2 separate regions of the Gossypium hirsutum genome follow, and region 2 is linked to region 1. A link is a contact called in public Hi-C data. All regions are on one chromosome and are shown on one strand. Each heading gives the region's core, a stretch centred on a gene start, on an enhancer-like site or on the middle of the called end of the contact. The rest is flanking DNA. Distances are from core to core; before and after follow the strand shown. Region 1 holds the start of LOC107923851 (golgin candidate 4). Region 2 holds the start of LOC107923752 (protein BPS1, chloroplastic).

Region 1 (5,546 bases), core at 296-2,795:
ATTTGAAAAAAATACAAAGATTAAAAACAACCAAATTAGAATATAGAGACTAAATCTATACTTTATGCATAATACAAGGATTAATAGCAAAATTTGACTTTTTTTTAACATTTTAATTCTAAGTTGGCTAATCAATAAGTATGTATGTGTTTACAATGTATGTGTTTATAATTTGATCCATGTGCTTTAAATATTTTCTATGTCATATTTGAGTCTATGCTTAATGCCCGAGCTAATGACTTGGTTAATGAAAGGAATTGACTGATAGGATATTTGATTGTTTAAGAATCTAATTAAAATATATTGAAGTTTGTGAACTGATTTAAAATTTAGATCATATTTCAAGGAAACCTTGTGGAATTTACCAATAAATATGGAAATTGGGCCTTTGACTTTGTCGATACTAATGTGTAAATTCATATTCTTAATCATCGTGGCATGTTCAACGAAAACGAATCTCAACAAATGTAATAAGAAAATCATGTCGGTCGGACCGTTTTTAAGACCAAAATCTTATCGGTAAATTACCACTTTTTATTTTTATTTTAGATAAATTATGTCGAAAGTCACTAAACTATTAATAAGTTTATGTTTAAATACTTAACTTTAAAGAATTATAAAATGATAACTGAACTTTTCAAAAGTTTTTATTAAGTCACTATGTGGTTAAAATTACTATTATATGACTTTCTTTATTCAAATTGTCTGCATTAATCGAAAACTCTTATTCTCTTTTTTTTTCTACAATTAAGGTTTTTTTTTTCATAAAACAATTTTAAACGTTATGAATCTGCGAACCAAAACTCAAATAGCTTTCTTCTCTGATCTCCTATAACGATTGCCAGATCAACTTGGATCTGAGGTATGTTCTTTTACTCCTCGATGGGTACTAATCCACCGCATTGATCGTCAAATCATCGCTTAGAGCTCTCTCAAGGACAAATTCTCATTTCAATCTCTTTTAAGCTTTTAAAATTATAAAATAGTTTAATAGTAAAAATACACTTTGCCTCCAAGTTGAAAAAAATTTAACTTAATCCCATTAAAGTTCTAAAGTAACAAGCATATACAAAGATAAAATTATACTTCGATTTCTTTAAAATTTTATAATTCAATTTCGGCCTTTCAAAGATAAACTTTTGTCTTCCTCCTTGAGCTTGTTAGTCAAACTTTAAAAAATTTTAACAATTTAGTAACTTAAATAAAAACATTAAAATAATTTAATGACTTAAATTAAAACTTTCGAATAATTAAGTGATTATTTTATAAATTTTTATAATTAAATAGCTAAGATGTAAACTTAATAATAATTTAATAACTTTAGATGCAATTTACTCTTTTATTGTTTTCAAAGAGAGGAGAGGAAAGCCGTTACGATTTTTTCTTTTTGGCGTAAAATTTCAACCGCCTTTACCTACCATTATAACGAACAATAAAAATTAAATAGGATATTATCAAAAAATAAAAATAAAAATAAAAATAATCGGGTATAAACGGGCCAACCCGAACGGACCCGTTTCAGGATCCGCCCAATGGATCTTAACCAGTACTGTTTAAGCATACGTTAATTAACCCTTTTATTTCTTGTTTATATATCTGCAAAAATAAATAAAAAACATTCTAAATCCTCAAAACCGTTGTTCAAACGTATCGGTTCTTTTTTGCCCTAATTTCATCGAAGAAAATCTCAGGTATTTTTGAAATCCATCTACGTTTTTTATTTTTATTTTCCACGAATTTGATTTGCGGGAGCTTTGGAAGATGTGGAGTTCGATTGCGGATTTGAAAGAGAATTTGCATAAGATCGCGCTTGATGTATACGACGATGAGGACGAAGAACGCGAGATCTACGGTTCAGGGAATGGAGATCATTCGCCATTCTTTGATAGAAGGAACTCTCATAGGTTTGCCCATTCAAAGCCCGTTTCAGTCTCTCCGATCGCTAATGGAACCGATTCGCCGATTAATTCTGAGGTATTATTGCATTTAGTTTTCGCGCTTGATTTTGTTTAAATTAATGTTTGGCGCCTCTTAGTTTGGAATAGATTCAGCTTGTTTTTTTGATGAATTTGTAGAATCATGGAATGATATTAGTTCACACTACAGTTTGAGTTCGCGAATGAGTGAACAGTCTCTATTAATTGAGGATATTAGTGTCGATCTTTTATTAGGGATATATATATCACATTTGATAGTTGGAGTTGGTAATATTTTGTTCTTTGGCAATCTGGAATCAAGCTTTGTGAAGTGATAGCTTAAGCCTGAAAGTACTCTGTAAATACCTAGTGGTAGATCCAAAACTTTGACTTGATGAATTCAATTTCCAAAGATTTATTGCTTAAACTTATATATATATCTTGGTGAGGTTTGAAGTTGTTGATAACATGAAATAGTGCTGAGATAGTTCAAGGATCTTTACATGGACGCATAGAACTTTTATTTGATGATTGTAAGTCTAACAAGCTATACTAGTAACATTTATATCGGATTTGTTCTTGTCATCTTGGTGTTGATAGAGAGCCTCCTAGAACCCAAGTAGCTGAGTGTAATCTTTTCTAGTATTAAGATTTTCATTGCGAGGACTAGTTAGAAAAACTTATTCAGGTTCATAATATGGTCTCTGCCATAATATTTGAAGAGCATTTGGCTTAGGGTTGAATGTAACCTCTTTCAGAGCTTCCTAAGATCCTCTTTTGGTGTCACAGATGACTGTTTGCTTTTTGATTGAGTCAATTGTTGGCATGACTTTTTATTCTTTAATCTCATGGAAGTTACTTTACTAGTGGGCTTGGCATTTCTAGGGAATTTGTGGTATTTTACTTTTCATGCATGATAAATAAACTGTGTTATGATTATTTTTGTAGATTGAAAGATACAGAGCAGAAATTAAGAAGCTTCAGGAATCCGAGGCAGAAATTAAGGCTTTATCATTCAATTATGCTGCTTTATTAAAAGAAAAAGAGGTATCTGATAATTTTCGTATTGTTTGATTTAAAAATATCTTGTGCCAACTTGGTAGTTTACAATTATGACCGGTGATATATTATATGGCAATAAGGGCATGCTGTGGTTGTTCTAGTTTATTTCCAGGGTTGGTCTAAAATTCAGTTCTTACAAATGATAATAGTGCAAATAATTTACAGCTTTCTTCTAGTTTTTAAACATTTTCAAATGGCTTCTTTCTCTCTATTTTCCTTGCATTCCATTTCCAGGAGCAAATTTCGAGGCTGAACCAAGAGAATGGCTCATTGAAACAAAATTTGAATGCGACAAATGCAGCTCTGAGTGCAGCTAGAAGCGAAAGTTCCAAAGTATCTAGTAATGGAATTAATGCACCCAAGGTAGTTGCTACTCTCAGTTAGAGTTGTCTGAGGTTTGTTTATTGAGAAATCCTGGAATTAATGCATTAGGTTCTGCAATTCCGAAGGCATATGTAGTTCCATGTAATAAAGCAAACATAATGTGCTACTACTGAGTCTGCTGTTTCTGATGTTATTGCTTCTGTAACTAGAGAAGCAGGTCTGAAAAGGTTTTGTTGTATTATGTTTCATACCTGTGGCAACCTTGAACCTCCCAATAGGTGGATGCGACAGAAAGTTGAATGTAGAGATGAAACCTTGTTTATAGAATGAAAGATTGGTCTTTTACTTCTTGTAACCTTGTGGTCTTGATGTCTCTCCTTCATCAAATGAGTTGGTCGGGATACTTGGATGGTTTGGTGGCTCAATTACATAACACGTGTGATATTAATTATTGAGCTTTCTTGTTGTTCTTGTACTGGAACATATATTTATTTCCACTGGATATGTTGTAAGTTTGTCTTGAATTATGATTCTGCTGCCACCAAGCCAGAAGTGAGCTGCTATCATAATGTGCATGTCTCTGTCTGTTAAATCATTGTTTATTGGCTGATTGGCATTAGCCATTTCTCCAGGGAAATGGTGATCAGTCACCACACCAACTGCGTAAGTCGGCAAGTCTAGTAAAACATCGTCATGGTGGAAACCAAATGTCCAATGGTCTTACCTCTAAACATGATGGAAGAGAAAAGGTAATGGCACTATTTTTCCCCCTCTATTTTATTATAAGAGGCACTATTAGGATGTTGGAATGTAATTGCTGTTCACCTGGTCATGAAACCTTGTGCTGTTTTGCTTTTTTCCCCCTTTCGTTTTAGGGGATACTAAGCTCTTTCTTGGTTTTTTCCATTTTATTCCAAAATAAAAATTTTCCTCTGTATTTCTATTTGTTTCTTAAGATAACAGGTGAACTTGATGAAAATTTTATATATATGCATGCCTTCTAGGAGCTTGCAGATTTGCTGGAAGAGAAAAATAGGTCCCTGGAGGCAGTTCAAGCTAGTCATGAACAACAAATAAAGCAATTCAAGATGGAACTTGAAAAAGAGCATGATAAACTAGTGAATGTACAGATGAGATTGCAAGGTATAATTTGTACACCTTGAGGACCCATTTATGATGCTTGCAATATCATCTGTTGTCAAGCAAAGGAAATATCATCTTTCTTCTTATTTATTGTAAAATTCCAGAGGAGCACAAGCAGAATGAGTCTTTTCAGGAGGAGCTTAAGTTACTGAAGTCAGAGAAGGATAAAGTAAGCTTCTAAATTGTTTGGTGTTGATAGATGTTATCATTGCTTTGACTTTTTTAAATGACCTTGCCTCCACCCCTTCTTTTATAGCACATGATGGTTCCTCTGTTGAAAATTGCTTAATGTGTTTTCTTCAATTCAGGCAGTATTCATACACATTTACCCTTAATCATCAACGTGGATAGCGATGATGACTTGACAAACTTTTCGTGCTTTCTATCGCTTCAAATTAGCATGTTCCAATTGTATAATCTAGTTGCTGTACTTCATTTCTGTATTTTTAACATCAATCCCAGTATCTAGGGTCTTCCTTGAAATTATTATGTTTCTGTGAATTTTTGCATAATGTTTATTCAATATCGGCTAATTGTTTAGCTTGTTATCTGTTTGCTACTTTTGTATAATTGTGTTCTTCATTTGAATAGCGTTTGGGAGTTAGCAAATCATTTCAGTCTATGTTAGTTGAAGACCATTTTGAGTTCCTCATTTGTCCCATCTAAAAGAATCATGCATAAACTCTTCTCTATTTTTCTTTCTCTCTGGATTTTAATTGTCAAATATTCTTACTTTACTGAGCATTGACAGACGTTCACTGAGTTGAGCAAATTACGCAGTGAATTGAATGGAAAAATGGTAGAAATAAGACGTTTGCAAATGGAGTTGAATAGACAGGAGGATGAAAGTGCAGATGATACACAGGATAATTTGAAAAGAGCTATTTCCACCTTGGAGAAAGAGAACACTCGTCTAAAGGTTGATACCTGCTTGTGTTGTTAATAGTTTCCATTTGAAGAAGTGTATTATCATCGATAAAGATTATATTGCTCCTTTATATTAACATCCTGCATGTACTTCCATTTGTATCCTCTCATAGATGGAGAAGAATGAACTTGAAGCTGCCCTGGAAAGTAGCAGGAAATCTTTAACTGGCAAGA
Region 2 (5,395 bases), core at 246-2,745, 160 kb after region 1:
ACTCATAGTAAATTAAAGTGTATACATGAACTTTAATTTGGTGCAATTGTGCACGTGAAATTTTAATTGTGGTTCAAATGTATATTTGAAACTTTAAATTTGATTTAATCATACACATTTAAAGAAATAAATACATCAATTTATTTTTATATTGGATAAATATAATTATTTATGTATGCAATATATAAACATAAAACGACGTTATATTAATAATTATGTTAATAATTTACAAGAATTGAATTAAATTAAAATTCATGTATATAATTACACATAAAACCATAGTTGATATATAATTTTAATTTTTATCCCTAAATAAATATTTGAGAGATGAGAGGGAGAAGATGGAAAAAGGGAGGGGGATATTTTTTATTTTATTCAATATTAATATAATTATTTTTATTATTTTTTATTTAATTAAATTTTAATGATGTGACATTTCTTGATTGACGGTAATAAAGTTTTTTTTAACCGATACAATGATAGATGGCAACATTAGCTACGGAAATAAAATTTAGATACTTCTTTCAACTAAATTTTTTTAAAAATATCTAACTTAAACAAATGGTATAATTTAATGGCTTCCGATTTAGTTAAACCTTAAAAAAAGAAAGCAAAATTTAAAATACCAATTTAGAAGAAACCAAATGGGAAATCCATTAAAATAAAATTGTTAAAAAAATAAAATAATTATCCTACAATTATTAAAATAAAATTATTTATATCCATATAATCACAAATACTTTGGAACATGAAACATGCAGCTGGCAAGTAGCTGGCAGCTCATTTATGACCGTTGGATTTGCGCCAAATCATGATTGATTTTTTGTGCTAAATTATTAAGGGTAAACTACACCCAAGGTCACTAAACTATTAGTAAATTTACGTTTTAGTCACTCAACTTCAAAAATTTATAAATTAGTTAGTAAACTATTTGACAGTTTTCATTTAATTCGCCAAACTATTCAAGAGATTTTATTTAAGTAACTAGACTGTTAAGTTTTTTTAATAAAAAATCTGATCAACAAGCTCCAACGACTATTCGACAATCGGTGTGGTGGATTAATACCCATCTATGAGTAGAACAACATACCTTAGATCTAAATTAATTTGGTAGTTAGTGCTAAATATCGAAGAAGAAAAGCTGAAGTGTAAAAGAGAAGGATAATGAAAGCTTTTGATTGTTACAAATCGTGCAAAAAGGAAAGACCATACAACAATAATTTTAACAATTCAGTGGCTTAAATAAAATTTTTTGAATAATTTAGTGATAATTTCGTAAGTTTTTAAAGTTAAATGATTGAAACTTAAACTTACTAATAGTTTAGTGATCTAAGATGTAGTTTACCCAAATATTAAATAGTCAAGTAAACGCCTTTTTCTTTAAGTAGGGCTGACGTCTGGTTGGCCCATTGAAAAATAATTCCCAGCCGACGGCCCTTTAGTAATTATCAACAATTTACCTTAAAAACCCAAAATTCTTCTATCCAATCAATGTCCTCCACGTAAACATTCTGTGACTGACATTCCGTAACAGGCAGTGATTAAATCAAACACTCCCTCGTCTTCAACTACTCCACAAAGAGGAAAATTCAACGAAGCTGAAAAATAATACACAAAGTCATTTTGAAGCTTTCGTTTGAAAATTCCCAATTGCTTTACCAGTACAAAGTCCGGTACAATTTTCTATTTTTCTTTATGTTTTAATTTTTAATTTTGTTTTAAATTCGCCGATCTTCGTGCGATTCTGAAGAAATTTCGTTGTTTTAAAAAAAAATAAATTTTGCTTTTTTAGATGAAGTTTATTTGTTGTTGAAATGTTTTTTAGGTTATAATTTGTTTTTTTATATTTTTTTGTTATTAATTAACAAAGTTTTAACAGATCTGTGGAGAATTTTTGTTTCTGCTTGGTTTAATCAGTCGTTTGGTTTAAGGATATAAACTTTAGGTAAGTTTTCTTGGTTTTTTGGTTTGACTTTATCTTTTTGCTTCAGGTTTATGAGATCTGCTCTAGCTTTCGTGATATCTGACTTTTGAATTTCGATTTTTAAGGATTTATTTTTAGAGATTTGATTTTCAGGGTTTCCTTGAAATTTTTGGTTTGGAATTATTTTATTCTGTATAGAAATGACTTGGCTGTTTCTCTGTATGAAGTTTTTCCTCATGTTCATGGAGGAAATCAATCAAATCATGTAGAAGTAGAATTAGGCCTAGCTAGGATGGATAACCTGAGAGAAAATAAGGCAACTAAGGAGATCTCGATGTATTTGTTATGATTTATTGTTACACCATATCTTTTGCATTTTTTTATGATTTTGATGTTGAATATATGGTCTTGACTGCCATCAATAATTTGGTTGAATCTACAAAATTCAGTACTGATTTGATGCTTATCAGGTATGATGTGGTTAGATCTGTTCGGTATGGTATTGGACATGGTTTCAAGTTAATTTCTCTTTATTCTTGGATGGTTGAACTAATGGTCTAATTGTTATTAGTGAGATGATGTCAGTTTCAAGCTTTGCCCTTGCTTGCATAGTATAAAGATGAAACTTATGGAAACTTCAGGGTGTTCGATGTCTGTTATAAACATGGAATTATTGACTTGATTTGGTTTATCAAGTATTATTTCATTTTGATGATTGACTTTGTTCTTGATCTTGCAGTAAATACATCAAAATGAGCCGTCCTCAAGAACCACAACGCTCTTTCTTCCATTTTGGAAATCCTTTCCGTTCACCAAAGGGTTCTCATTTGCCTCCAGGACTTCTTTCTTTATTGGATAAGTTTGAGAAAACCTTGTCAGAGAGGCTGCAGAAACTTGTGCCTAAAGACAAGAGTGACATCCTTAGCTTGTCATGGATGAAACTAGCAATGGAATCACTTTCCGAGATTCACCGTGACATAAAAGACCTGATAACTGAGCTTGAGATCCCTGTGACTGATTGGGATGAGAAATGGATAGATGTGTATCTGGACATCAGTGTAAAGTTGCTTGATATTACTATTGCTTTTACCTCTGAACTTACAAGGCTCAACCAAGGCCATCTCTTACTTCAGTGTGTCTTGCATAAGTTGGAATCCAACTCCCCAGATCAGTTCCTGCGGGCTTGTTCCTCACTTCATAGCTGGAGAGAGCAAATTCGCTCAAAAAATCCCAGAGTTGAAACATGTCGTCCTGTACTGGACAACCTTGTGGAATCATTGGACTTGCCGAAGGTAAGGAACTCTGCTAAGGGGAAGGTTCTGATGCATGCAATGGACGGAGCTAAGGTGGCGACCACATATATCTGTAGTGTCTTTGCCGCAGCTTTCTCTAGTTCTACTGATAATTTGTTAGATTTGAATTCGACTGTTCCTGCTACACTGCCATGGGCACAAGTTTTCTATAATGTTCAAACAACTGTGAGTACGGAAATTAAAAATATATTTTCTCGTGGAGAATTTACGGTTCTTAGAGAACTTCTTGCTGTTGATAATTGGGCCAATAAATTGTATCCTTTGCTTCAAGACGGGTTCAGTCCTGCTCAAGAGGAATCGTTCAAGCATTCCGTTTCTGAATTGAGGAAGACAGCAGAGGAGCTATCGCAAGGGCTGGATAATCTTTCAAAGGTAGTAGATGACTTTTTCAAAATAGTTTTGTCTGGGCGTGATGCTTTGCTTTGTAATCTAAGAGCAGGTTGTGCTTCCCCAAATTCAGTTCTGGGAAGAAACACAGACGAGCAAATTGTGAGGTGAATTATGAATGAAGTAAAGCTAAACTCTTCTGTATACAGATGGTTTAGGTATGAGACCTGCTGTTTTCTAACTAGGGATATACAACCTTGTTTGGGTAATGAAAGTATTTATTGTGTGAGTTGTAAGGTGTGTTATACTATAGTACTTGTTTGTACATGTATTTGGACCAACCTATGTCAAATGCTATATAAAAAGGGCTTATATTTGTTTGCAAATGCTTGCTTCTTATTGTTATCAATCACCATTTTCCTAGGATATCACTTATTCATTTTTCACATATATAACATGTTTTCTGAAGTAAAACATTAAGTAGATGATATGGTCGGATAGAAGCTACGAAAATCTCTAGCTGTGTATTTCTGGGTTTTTTTAATTAATATATGCATTATTTTTCTTTCAGCGGGATATTATTCTATTTCTTTTTCCTCAGAGTCATTCTCAAGGATGATATCTTCATTTGACAGCACAGCAAGCTTAGCTCTGACCATTTTCATGATCCCTGGCTTGAGTGCTGAGAAGATCCTCAGGTTGTATCTATTATGGTAATATGAAGAGATAAAAGTAACATTTAGTCCTTGAACCTGGTAGCATTTTTCAGTTTTGGTCCATGTGATGACTCACCTAAAAATTATCACAGGGATCGAAATTGAGAAAAGTTGTCAAGTTTCAAGTCTAATATGAAACTGGGAAGATAGTATGAATTGCATGTTTAATCTATTGGATAGTATTGTTGCAGATGCAGCGGCTGGTGGTACTATATATACTATTCTTTGATAGAATGGTTCATGGGACTGACCACCGCCCGAGAGCCTGGTGGCTTGTGCAGATTGGCACTTGACCATGGCTTGCTTACTTTTGGTTGAAGGACTTGGAGCCATATTAAATGGCTCTTATTGGCCGAAAGAAAGCAAAAGCTTTAATGGCTTTTGGGGTTATGGCTATGGATTTAGGAGTTATGATTGGGCCAAATGCTGGATCTGGTAGACTTTAATGTAAGGGGTACAGTGTGGTTGGAATCGGACTAAACCGGTTTTTAAGTTAATATCAATAGGTGGTTGAGTTGATTTATAATTTTTCAATATATATATTTTTATAAATTTTAAATAATTTATATAATTATTGTTGAATAAATATTTAAATAAATAGAAATAGAAATTAGTGATTTAATTTTTGATACATTAAATGTTGGTTTTAGTTTATCTGATATAACATCATCTGCTATCTGCTTATCCCTGGAAATGCGATGGTGGAATTATGATGCATATAATTTTATGCAACAATCATTAAAATTAAATAAAAAAAAAGAAGCTAAATAAGTTTTAAAATTTCCTAATGGTTCAGAATCATCTTATTCACTAATAGTATGTAGAAATAAGTTAATTTAGTTTTAAATTATTTTTGATGAATTGTTCTCATTTAATTCTATACTGATTATATTAATTGATATAATATAAAAATTTTGATGTTAAATCATTGCCTCAGTATCAACTTATGCATATAAACTCATATTTCTTAATATAAAACTTGTAATATTGTGTTTAACTTTTTTTTTTATATTTAAAGTAAAATATAATAATTTAATTAAATTATTCGACCTAAAATTATTAATACTCGAACATTCTACCAAATATAAATTCATTATGAATTTGCTTATATATTA

The links. Hi-C and Micro-C count contacts between places; a contact is called where the count stands out from the background.
Region 2: a Hi-C map of leaf shows a contact between it and region 1, with 1.7 times the contacts expected there. The contact joins the promoter of LOC107923752 here to the promoter of LOC107923851 in region 1. A contact is called at or near these places in 4 of 34 Hi-C or Micro-C datasets (callus, leaf and petal).

What each region holds. Positions count from the first base shown.
Region 1 is chrA12:80,352,008-80,357,553 of Gossypium_hirsutum_v2.1, forward strand. LOC107923851 (golgin candidate 4) reads left to right here and starts at 1,546. Exons shown (of 16, transcript XM_016854011.2): 1 at 1,546-1,691; 2 at 1,762-1,974; 3 at 2,865-2,963; 4 at 3,213-3,341; 5 at 3,935-4,051; 6 at 4,307-4,445; 7 at 4,550-4,614; 8 at 5,197-5,364; 9 at 5,486-5,546. The coding sequence starts at 1,762.
Region 2 is chrA12:80,513,250-80,518,644 of Gossypium_hirsutum_v2.1, forward strand. LOC107923752 (protein BPS1, chloroplastic) reads left to right here and starts at 1,496. Exons shown (of 3, transcript XM_016853920.2): 1 at 1,496-1,673; 2 at 1,880-1,945; 3 at 2,664-3,950. The coding sequence starts at 2,677. The coding sequence ends at 3,735. It also overlaps a transcript of LOC107923741 not described here.